Regions from separate parts of the Mus musculus genome. Here region 1 is linked to region 2. Evidence: chromatin contacts called from public ChIA-PET data. All regions are on one chromosome and are shown on one strand. The core of a region is the stretch at or near the end of the contact, and the rest is flanking DNA. Distances in the headings are between cores, read along the strand shown. Region 1 has its middle 19 kb from the start of Crot. Region 2 holds the start of Dbf4 (DBF4 zinc finger).

The links. ChIA-PET counts read pairs in DNA pulled down with a chosen protein or histone mark.
Region 1: an RNA polymerase II ChIA-PET map of memory CD8 T cells shows a contact between it and region 2, with 47 read pairs. The contact joins the enhancer-like site here to the promoter of Dbf4 in region 2. A contact is called at or near these places in 6 of 39 promoter capture datasets (the 3T3-L1 cell line, the C10 cell line, cranial neural crest and 3 more), 1 of 484 Hi-C or Micro-C datasets (CD8 T cells), 7 of 115 datasets of contacts at active chromatin or transcription factors (the SCID.adh cell line, T-cell acute lymphoblastic leukemia, effector CD8 T cells and 4 more) and 1 of 9 other capture datasets (adipose tissue).

Annotation. Positions count from the first base shown.
Region 1 is chr5:9,013,581-9,018,309 of GRCm38.p6, forward strand. No RefSeq gene overlaps it. Among named protein-coding and RNA genes, the nearest start is that of Crot, 19 kb to the left of the region's middle. Within about 2 kb of position 2,036, at least 45 of the 459 cell types and tissues checked have an H3K27ac peak or open chromatin away from gene starts, as enhancers often do. A contact at or near this core is called in CD8 T cells, effector CD8 T cells, memory CD8 T cells and 2 more, where this site is marked.
Region 2 is chr5:8,419,575-8,424,615 of GRCm38.p6, forward strand. It overlaps Dbf4 (DBF4 zinc finger), which reads right to left and starts at 3,142. Exons shown (of 12, transcript NM_013726.3): 1 at 2,893-3,142; 2 at 1,647-1,819. The coding sequence starts at 2,938. Slc25a40 (solute carrier family 25, member 40) reads left to right here and starts at 3,264. Exons shown (of 12, transcript NM_178766.5): 1 at 3,264-3,465.

The sequences.
Region 1 (4,729 bases), core at 786-3,285, 590 kb after region 2:
AAAAGCTTTCTTCATTGTTCTTAAGACCCTTCAGACCTGCTCAACAGGAGGGAAATCATGCCTGGTATTGGAAAGCTAGCTAATTATTCCAATCTGGTGAGGTCATCTTGGAAGAGAAACTTCAATCACCCATTTACTAATTCCTAACTACATCCTAAATATTTGTCCTTATTACCAGAAATAAGTGTAGTCCTCACCCCCATCAAGGAAACTTCTGATTGCAACAAATGGAGACCATCACAGAAAATCACAACCAATCAATATGCAAAGTTGTGGAGCCAGTGCCAACTGATCCATCGGCAACAAAAGTCCTGCACCTAAGGCTCAGGGATAATTGCAGAAGAGGAGACAGAAGGACTGTAAGAGATGGGGGGACAGAGTTTGCTGTGAGATTGTGTCCCTTAGAAATGTTAGAAGCTCTGCCCTTGAAGTCTCACCAACATGACTGCCTAAACATGACCTGAACAAGGACAGCCCCTAAGTGGACATGCTGATATGGACTGGGGAAGCTCAAGAGGCCTCCACTGTAGACAATACCTAGGCAACTAAGGAATCCTGAGCTTGGGAGAAATGCTCTTCCCTATGAACGAGCACAATCACTTATCCAATGCCAAGTGGTCAGCCCTGAAAATATACACACAAGGTACATGATTCAGACTAAGCAAGTTTTATGTATGCACTCAGGGATTGTCTTAGTCAGGGTTTCTATTCCTGGACAAAACATCATGACCAAGAAGCAAGTTGGGGAGGAAAGGGTTTATTCAGCTTACACTTCCATACTGTTGTTCATCACCAAGGAAGTCAGGACTGGAACTCAAGCAGGTCAGAAAGCAGGAGCTGATGCAGAAGCCATGGAGGGATGTTCTTTACTGGATTGCTTCTCCTGGCTTGTTCAGCCTGCTCTCTTATAGAACCAAGACTGCCAGTCCAGAGATGGCACCACCCACAAGGGGCCCTTCCCCCTTGATCACTAATTGAGAAAATGCCTTACAGTTGTATCTCATGGAGGCATTTCCCCAACTGAAGGTCCTTTCTCTGTGATAACTCCAGCTGTGTCAAGTTGACACAAAACTAGCCAGTACAGGAATATATGTTCAACAACTAATTCTAAAAGAGGCTATAAATTTGAAAGAGATCAGGGAGAGGTATGTGGGAAAGTTTGGAGGGAAGGAAGAAAAGGGGGAATAATATAATAATTATCTCAGAGAAATATTTATATGTAAAGCTGAAAATGCAACCTTCCTCATTTCAAAAGTAAGACGTGCAAAACTCAAGAAGAGTTTACATTTTCTGCTCTACTGATAGGATGTAGAGTACAGATTTACTGCCTGTCATCTCTGTCTGTTGTGCTTACTGCTTCTCGTGCATTTGGCAACAGGAAGCTACTGTGGATTTATAGGCCAACAAGTGGTTTGGAAGCTTCAGCAGTGAGCAGGGTTGTGGTGGCTCATACCTGTGATACCAGCACACAAGAGGCTGAGACAGGAAGCTTTGAATTTGAGGCGATCCTAGGCTATAAAGTGAGACCTTATCTTAGGAAAGAAGAGAAGAGAAGAGAAGAGAAGAGAAGAGAAGAGAAGAGGAGAGGAGAGGAGAGGAGAGGAGAGGAGAGGAGAGGAGAGGAGAGGAGAGGAGAGGAGAGGAGAGGAGAGGAGAGAAGAGGAGAGAAGAGGAGAGAAGAGGAGAGAAGAGGAAACGAGAAAGAAAAGGAAAGCAATGTGTTGTTTCCCCCCCCCTCAATGGTTATGACAAACACCCAATAAAAATAAAAGGAAAAAAATAATTACTTTAGGTCATGGTTTCAGTACATAGTCATCTGTCTTTGTTCCTGGGACACATAGTAGCCGGTTGTCAAAGCAGAAAAACATGGCAGCAGGAAGCAAAGAGGTTAACACAAAAGGGTAGGAGGAAATGTATCTGCAGATTCACACCTCCAGTGACCTAGTTCTTTCAGTAGATCCTACAACCTAGAGTTTCCTTCCCCCAGCTCCCAGAATAGCCTCTAGCTGAGGAAGGAAGTGCTCAACACAGGAACCTACAGGCGGCAGCTCACACTCAAGCTATTGACAGCTTCAGAGAGACAGAACCACAGAAGAGTCTCAGCGTGTCCAATCAAGAAGACACTCATTCATCTCTAAGAGAGGGCCATCCACTAGCTAGAAAATATTCTCCACTGTCTGCAACAGTATTATTCTGGCTTTCTGCATCACAAAACACAAGAAAACAACACACAAGCTCTGCTTTTATGGTTGAGGTGTCCGGAATGTTTCTACCTAAATTCCATTAGTGTTCTTTGAACCTTGCCATCTGACTTGGAAGGCAGCTGGTCTCTACTTCTTGATTACTTCATGTTCAGAAACCATACTCTAGATATTTAAAATGTGGACTTACGCAATGATAAATAAAAATTGTTCTTCAGAGCAATCACTCTGTGACAGATTAGAGGGAATCAGATATCCCTAAAGTGGACAGGAATTAGGTAGTTACATAGGGGTTAAAAATGTTTTTGTTTGTTTGGTTTTGGGTTTTGTTTTGTTTTTTGTTTTTTGTTTTTTTTTTTTTTTGAGACAGGGTTTCTGTGTATAGCCCTGGAACTCACTCTGTAGAACAGGCTGGCCTTAAACTCAGAAATCTGCCTCTGCCTCCCAAGTGCTGGGATTAAAGGCATGTGCCAGAATATTAATTCATGATAGGATCCTATAATCACTCTTTGACATTTTTTATCTCTTGCTCCCTCGGTCTCTTTCTTTAAAAGAAAAATTTATCAATAATATGTGTCTAGAATTTATCCATTTCTTTTAGATTTTCCAGTGTTTTTAAAAGTGCAAACATTTGCCGGGCATGGTGGCACACGCCTTTAATCCCAGCACTCGGGAGGCAGAGGCAGGCGGATTTCTGAGTTCGAGGCCAGCCTGGTCTACAGCCAGGGCTACACAAGAAACCCTGTCTTGAAACCCAAAAAAAAAAAAAAAAAAAAAAAAGTGCAAACATTTAGAGTGTTCCCTAACCTAGATCCTCTGCATTTTCTTGGTAACTGTTGTTCCCTGTCGCTTTTAATTCTAAATTTATTAATGTGGGTCTTCTCTTTACTTTAATTATGTTTTCAGAGAACCAACTATTTCAATGTTTGGTTGAATCTGTGTGTTGTTCCTTTAGTTTCCTCTTTATTAGTGTCTGCTGATCTCTATTATTACTTACTGTCTATTACTTCCAGACTCAGTTTGTTTTTATTTTTCTAAGACTGGAGTTGTACAGCTCAGGCACTTATAAGTCTCTCTGACTTCTATATCTACAGGTTCAGATCCATATGCATTCCTCTTAGAACCATCTCAGTTGTATCCAGAGGTCTCCAATGTGCTTAATGAATGGTTTCCTTACATAGCCATCTTCCCAGTGCAGAGAATGGCTTATTCTATAACACTGATACATTTCAGGAAAATAAAAAACACTGAAAGATGCCTTTACCCATATTTGGAAAGCAGGTTTATGAATGAGTTATGGTTTCTTTAGGGTGTTTGTTTGTTTGTGTGTTTTTTTGGTTTTTTAAAAAAGATTTATTTATTTATTTATTTTTATGTATATACGTACACTGTAGCTGTACAGATGGTTGTGAGCCTTCATGTGGTTGTTGGGAATTGTATTTAGGACCTCTGCTCACTCCAGTCGACCCTGCTTGCTCTGTTCAATCCTGCTCGCTCAGTCCCTGCTCGCTCAGGACCAAAGACTTATTTTATTATTATAAATGAGTACACTATTGCTGTCTTCAAACACACCAGAAGAGGGTGTCAGATCTCATTATAAGTGGTTGTGAGCCACCATGTGGTTGCTGGGATTTGAACTGAGGATCTTAGGAAGAGCAGTCAGTGCTCTTACCCACTGAGCCATCTGGCCAGCCCGTTTTCTTTGTTTTTTGTTTGTTTGATTTATTTCCGTGTATATACATGTACATATGGAAGATACACTTGTATGGGTGCACATGCTTATGGTTGTGTGTGCAGGTGGGGGCCTGAGGTTGGGAATTATCTTTGATCACTCTTCCACCTTACTCACTGAAGCAGAATCTCTCATTCAAAGCCAGAGATCTTTGATCAGGTTAGTCTTGCTAGCCAGTAGCCGGAGAGAGTCCCTGTCTCCGCCTCCAAAGACTAGACTGACAGGAATGCTGCTGCAGCTCAGCCAGCATGGAGGTGGGTTTGGGGCTAATCCTTCTGCTTGTGCAGGTGTTTTACAAAACACTGAACCATCTCCCCAGGCTTAATATTAGCGATTAATGCTTTGTTTATTATTTGGTAGAAGATGATTTTGAGGGAGCATTACATCTAACTGCACATTAAAGAGGAAAAAATAAGGACTCTTTCTCAATAAACTTTTCCTTAGAAATAGAAATTTAACAACTTCATGAATTTTTATAACAAAAATTCAAATGACTTGCTCATAAATCAATAAAAATATAGTGTTGAAACACTAACACCATCCAAGAAGCGTAAGGAATTACACATGGTGATCTAGGCCTGTAATCTCAAGGAGGCTGAGAATCATGAATTTGGGAGCAAGCTGGGCTGTGTAGGAAGATAGAAGTTAGCTGGAGATACACAGGAGTGATATGATACCCTGTTTTAACCATAAAAAGTCTGGAGGTACATGCCTATAATCCCAATGCTCAGGAGTCCAATATAGAAGAATAATTAATTCAAGGGCCATCTAGGGCTACATAGCAAGGCTATATACA
Region 2 (5,041 bases), core at 1,892-4,391:
CTTGCTTGTTCCTAAGGGGAGGGTGCAGATGCAATAAAACAAATTCTGCAGCAGAGGGTTTTCTGCATTGAAGGCAACCACAGGGATCCCAACACCTGGAGAGCTTACCTCAGGAAAACATCACTTTTATGATCAGGTTAACTCCCCTGCCACAGTGTTACAAAACTTATGTTTTCAGGATAGCCACTGAGATACTTGAAACCTTTCAAGGGTAAAATCTGACATACATAAAATCAAAATGGTCTGTAACAACCATTTGTGGTAGAAGTCATTGAAAATTTGTTTCTTGAAAGTATCTTAGGAGGTGTTGTGAGGATGGGGGAAGAAAGAAAAGGGTGGTGGAAGTGATTCCTGTGCCAGCACCAACATGACACTGCTGATTTAGTCAAAGCTCCCTTTTATGGGTTCCCAAGTTGGACTTAGAGATACAACATCGTCTGAAGCATCTGCTGTGAGAAGCACACAGGAGGGTAACGGGAGTAACTGACTGCAACACAGTTTGTATATGAATGTAACTGACCAAGAGAGAGTGGAATCCATGTGCCTTTCATAGTCAAAGTGAGATTCCATCAACTGCCTCCCAAAGAATGCAGGCAAACGTCAAGGGCAGGCAAGGAAAATATCACATTAATGAGAAACTCTAAGAAACTCGTGAAGTATTCTTGTGAATTTTCAGTCTGGGAACAAAATGTTCAAAACTGCTAACTTTCAGTCCAGCAGAAACCTCTGAAAACAGTAAAAATCATAATAACCACATTTGCTAGATTTTAGGTAACATTAACAATACACCTAAGAAATCTTAGAGTTTTGCCAAAGTTTTCTAATCATAAAAAAATGGATACAACAGGGAAGGCACTTTACTACTACTCTGTGGGGTATGTTGGCGCACACCTTTAATCCCAGCACTCAGGAGGCAGAGGCGGGTGGATTTCGGAGTTCAAGGCCAGCCTGGTCTACCAAGTGAGTTCCAGGACAGCCAGGGCTAAACAGAGAAACCCTGTCTCAAAAATTGTTCCCTCCATGACAGGTGCCTGCTCACTGAGTACTTCTCTCCTGGCACGTAAGTATACATATACACACAAGTGTACACTAGTAAATTGTATGCCACATATATAATAATTATACATATACGTGTGTGTGTATATATACACACACACATACATACATGTATAAGTATATATATATATATATATATATATATATACACATACACATACATACACGTATATGTATAAAACTAAAGAATTATTTTAACACATAACAGCTCCCCTCAGTCATCAGTCAAATGGCTCCTGGTATTTTGAAAGAAAGGGCAGGTTTACTAGGACATAGGAACCTCATTTCTTTATACCAAACCACCAATCACAGAAACTTGACATTTTATCAGGCTACAAAAGGCTTTAAAAAAAAGCCTTTATCTTCTGATGTTGGGACTTGAACACAGAAAGTCTTTCACATGTCAGCAGGTGCTAGACCACTGGGTTACACTCCCAGTTCCCAAGTGATTCACTAATAACCAATAGCTCATCAAAGCTGCTACTGCTAAATGGCTGTAATTTCCAAAATGAAATGCCCTGGTAATTTATATTACAGAACGCCAAGTATTACTTTTCTCAACTTCTGGTGGGTGTGCGGTTCTCACTTACCCCTCCGAGTTCCTTTATATCTTTTTGTAGTTTCTCACATATGGTGATAGAAGGCAAGTCAAGGTAAAATATTTTTCCCCAAAGGGGCTTATATTTGGATTTTTCCAGTCTATTATCAGCCTTCAGGGATTTCAAGGATGGTCGATTCTTTTCATTTCTGTCTTGGATGCCACCTGTGATTACAAAAGAATCAGGCAACATTTTATGCAGACAAATTTTTAATTTATTTTACAAAAAATGTTCAACAGCTTTATTGCAGAAAGGAAACATTACTAGTCATAACAAATTAAGTCATTAGAATCTAAATGTTTTCCCTAATATTACCACTTAGGATGAAGGCAAACTGTCCTGTATGGTTTCCACAAAACTCTATACTGGAGAACAAGAGCTGAATCAGCAGAAAATAGTTATTATTTACTCCTGTTCCGTGTATGAAGCAGGAATTCTATAGAGCTGTTCTGGAAAACTTACCTTCTCATGGTGTAAACGTCATGTGGGTAATTAACAGGTCGGTGAAAACCCAACACAGGTGTTTCAAATATTTAAAGCTTATTTACCTAGGTAGCCACACACACTCATCTAGAATAAACAACCTAATTCTTAGGGGTTACTAAATGCTGGCATTTTGGTTTCATAGTTTGTCTAGTACTTAAAAGAACTAGACGAGGGAGTTCATGCACTTTGTTTACATATTAAGAACCTAAGCCCACTAAGGACTATGCCATCCATCTTTTATTTTAAAAGCAGATGAGAATCAAACATCTTCTTTAAACTTTCGAAGACAACCTGCACTTTAGTACTTAGTTACTAGACACACATGCACCTCTTAGGAATTTTCCCTATAATGAAAATTTTTTATATTAAACATTGAGATTGAAATCTGCTTTTGTCTATGAGGTTGAAACACACACACATACACCTCTCCGTCTCCCTCACGAGTGACGGGAACAGTCACAAATGGGCGTGGGCGCCTCCTCCGTGGGGCCGTCGGGGACCCGCGCATTGTCTGAAGCCTGCAGCCCCGGGAATGCCGGGTCGCTCGCGGCCGAGGCGGGGAGAGCATGAGGGGCCCGGCCAGCGTCGGTCCCTCACGGAGACCAACACCGAACGCCTCGCGGGCGCCGAGAACCCACAGAAACGCAAAAGCGGCAAGAGGCCCTCCGCAGGAAGACTCTCTAGAACCCTCCGTGGAACCAGCCAGGCAGGAAACGATTAAAGGGACCGCGGCGGGGGAGGGGCTCCATACCCGGGAGAGGTGCTTTGCTGTGGATCCTCATGGTCTCGAGGTTCATGGCAGCCACCAGGCACCTACATGCTGGGTCCGCACCGGGGGCCGCATGGAACGGCCGCGAACACAAAGCTCCCAGGGCCTCCCCGGCCCCGGCTCCGGCCTCGGCCTCGGCGCCGGGCCGCGCTTGAGGGCCGGTTCCGGCGCGGAGGCTCGGAGCAGGAAGAGGCTGTAGCTCAGACCCGGGAGCCGCGGCGGTTAAAGATTTGAAAACGCGTCACGCGACCGCGGCGCCCAGACGCGCTCCCCGCCCTTCCTACGCCGGGGCCGGCCTCGCGCAGGCTCCACCTGCCCCGCCTCGCGCCCCGCGGGCCCCGCCCCCGGATGCTGACCACGCCCCCGGCGCGCCAGCCCGCGGGGCCTCAGACCCGGCTCTCCCGCGTCCTCCTCGAGTTCCGGCTCCGCTCTGCATACTTGGAGTGTGGGGCAGCCAGGGCGGTGGACGCGGTTAGCCTCGGAGGCTTCACCTCGTGGTCGACATCACCTGCTAGGCTGGCTGAGACCCGGGCCTTGCAGTCGCCTCGCCACCAGGTACTCCAGTTAACCCTGTGTGGGACGCGGGGCCGGCCCTGGGCTCCCGCCGACCTTGCAGACGGGCCGCAAAGGTCCCGGGTGGCCGCGGTGGCGGCGGGGCCGGGGTCCACCCGCCGGATCCGACTCTCGCAGCCCTTTGGGTACTTTGTTCTGTACAGACCTGTTCTTTCTCTCTGTGTGTATAATTGTCCTTTTTGTAGCAATAAAAGAGTGGAAAATGAAGTCTCAGGGTTTTTCATCTGTAAAACGGGAATACGGGATTATGGTCAAGACGAAATTCAGGCGTACGTGATTTGTTTTAATTTTGCTTTGTAAATGAGAAAATGCCTCACAAAACTTGTTTGGAGTATACTTCTGCTCTCACCCATACAGACGTTATGCTTTGTACTGTTCTGCATTTCTTAACTCCTGGCTATAATAGACACTCCTTATAGTATTGATTTTTGATGGAGTACCCTCAAGACAGTCAGTACAAATAAGTATATTCAGGCACAGACAGGTGAATTGTGAGACTATTCGCCAAAGACAACATCAAGTTGGATTAGCATTGCTAAAAGAAATGATTTTGTTTTAAACAGGTTATGGACGGAGGCTGGAGCGACAGTCATCGAACTGTCTATCTGTATTAAACTGCTTTAGACAGTCGGAGCTAATTTGTAATCTCAAGAAATGTCCGGAGGAGGGAGCCAGAAAGGGAAATATGTTGAGACATTGTACTGATGAATTTGAATTAATATACATGTGCTTAACAGACCTTGAGAAGGAGGAGCAAACATTTTTTAAAAATGAGGAGAGGATTCAATTTTCAAAGCGTAAACTACGGAAAGGAAACAGAATTTCCATGTTTGTAAACTGGTTCAAATGTTTGAGAAGCACTAATACAGAGTAGAATTAAAGCCACGAGGGAAGGGGGAATGCCTTGGAGTAGAGCTTGTGAGATGAAGTGGAGAGTCAGGGGATGAGGCAGTGCGAGTGAGGAGAGGGAGAGCAAGCTGAGTTGGAAGAGACTGGGAACAAATCTTAATAATGGTGGGGAGGAATGGAATTTTTTTACAGAATTGGTGGTCCCAGCTTCCCAGCTAATCTAGGAATTGGATAATTCCGAGGCTCCGATTTAGTCTGTGAAGAGAGTACTGGTTCTTAGCTGTTAGGGGGACTAAGGGGAATGCGCTTGGAAGCAGTAAGCCTGGAACTGAAAAATTCTAATTACTGTCATGTTGATGACTTGACTCAGCTTCGTCCCCAACCGAGTTCAAACCGGTTAAAACCTGAACTATAGGCATCTGTGGTGGCTTGGGAGGTGCCACCCACTTCCTTAAGAGTAGTTAGAATGATAATAGAGGTAATTACAATTTGAGTGGTAATCTAGCTAAGTAATAGATAACCTGTGGACCTGACCTCTATGGTGGAGCACACTGAAGAAAGAAATGATGGAGAGGAAGAGGTGGCCGAAGGGAAAGGGGGTTGTTTTCTTTTTCTTAATTTCTTTCTTCCTCTCTCTTCTCTCTCTCTCTCTCTTTGATGTTTTCAGAATTTGGAAAAGATGTAATCATGTTTCTTTGGAAAATAAAAC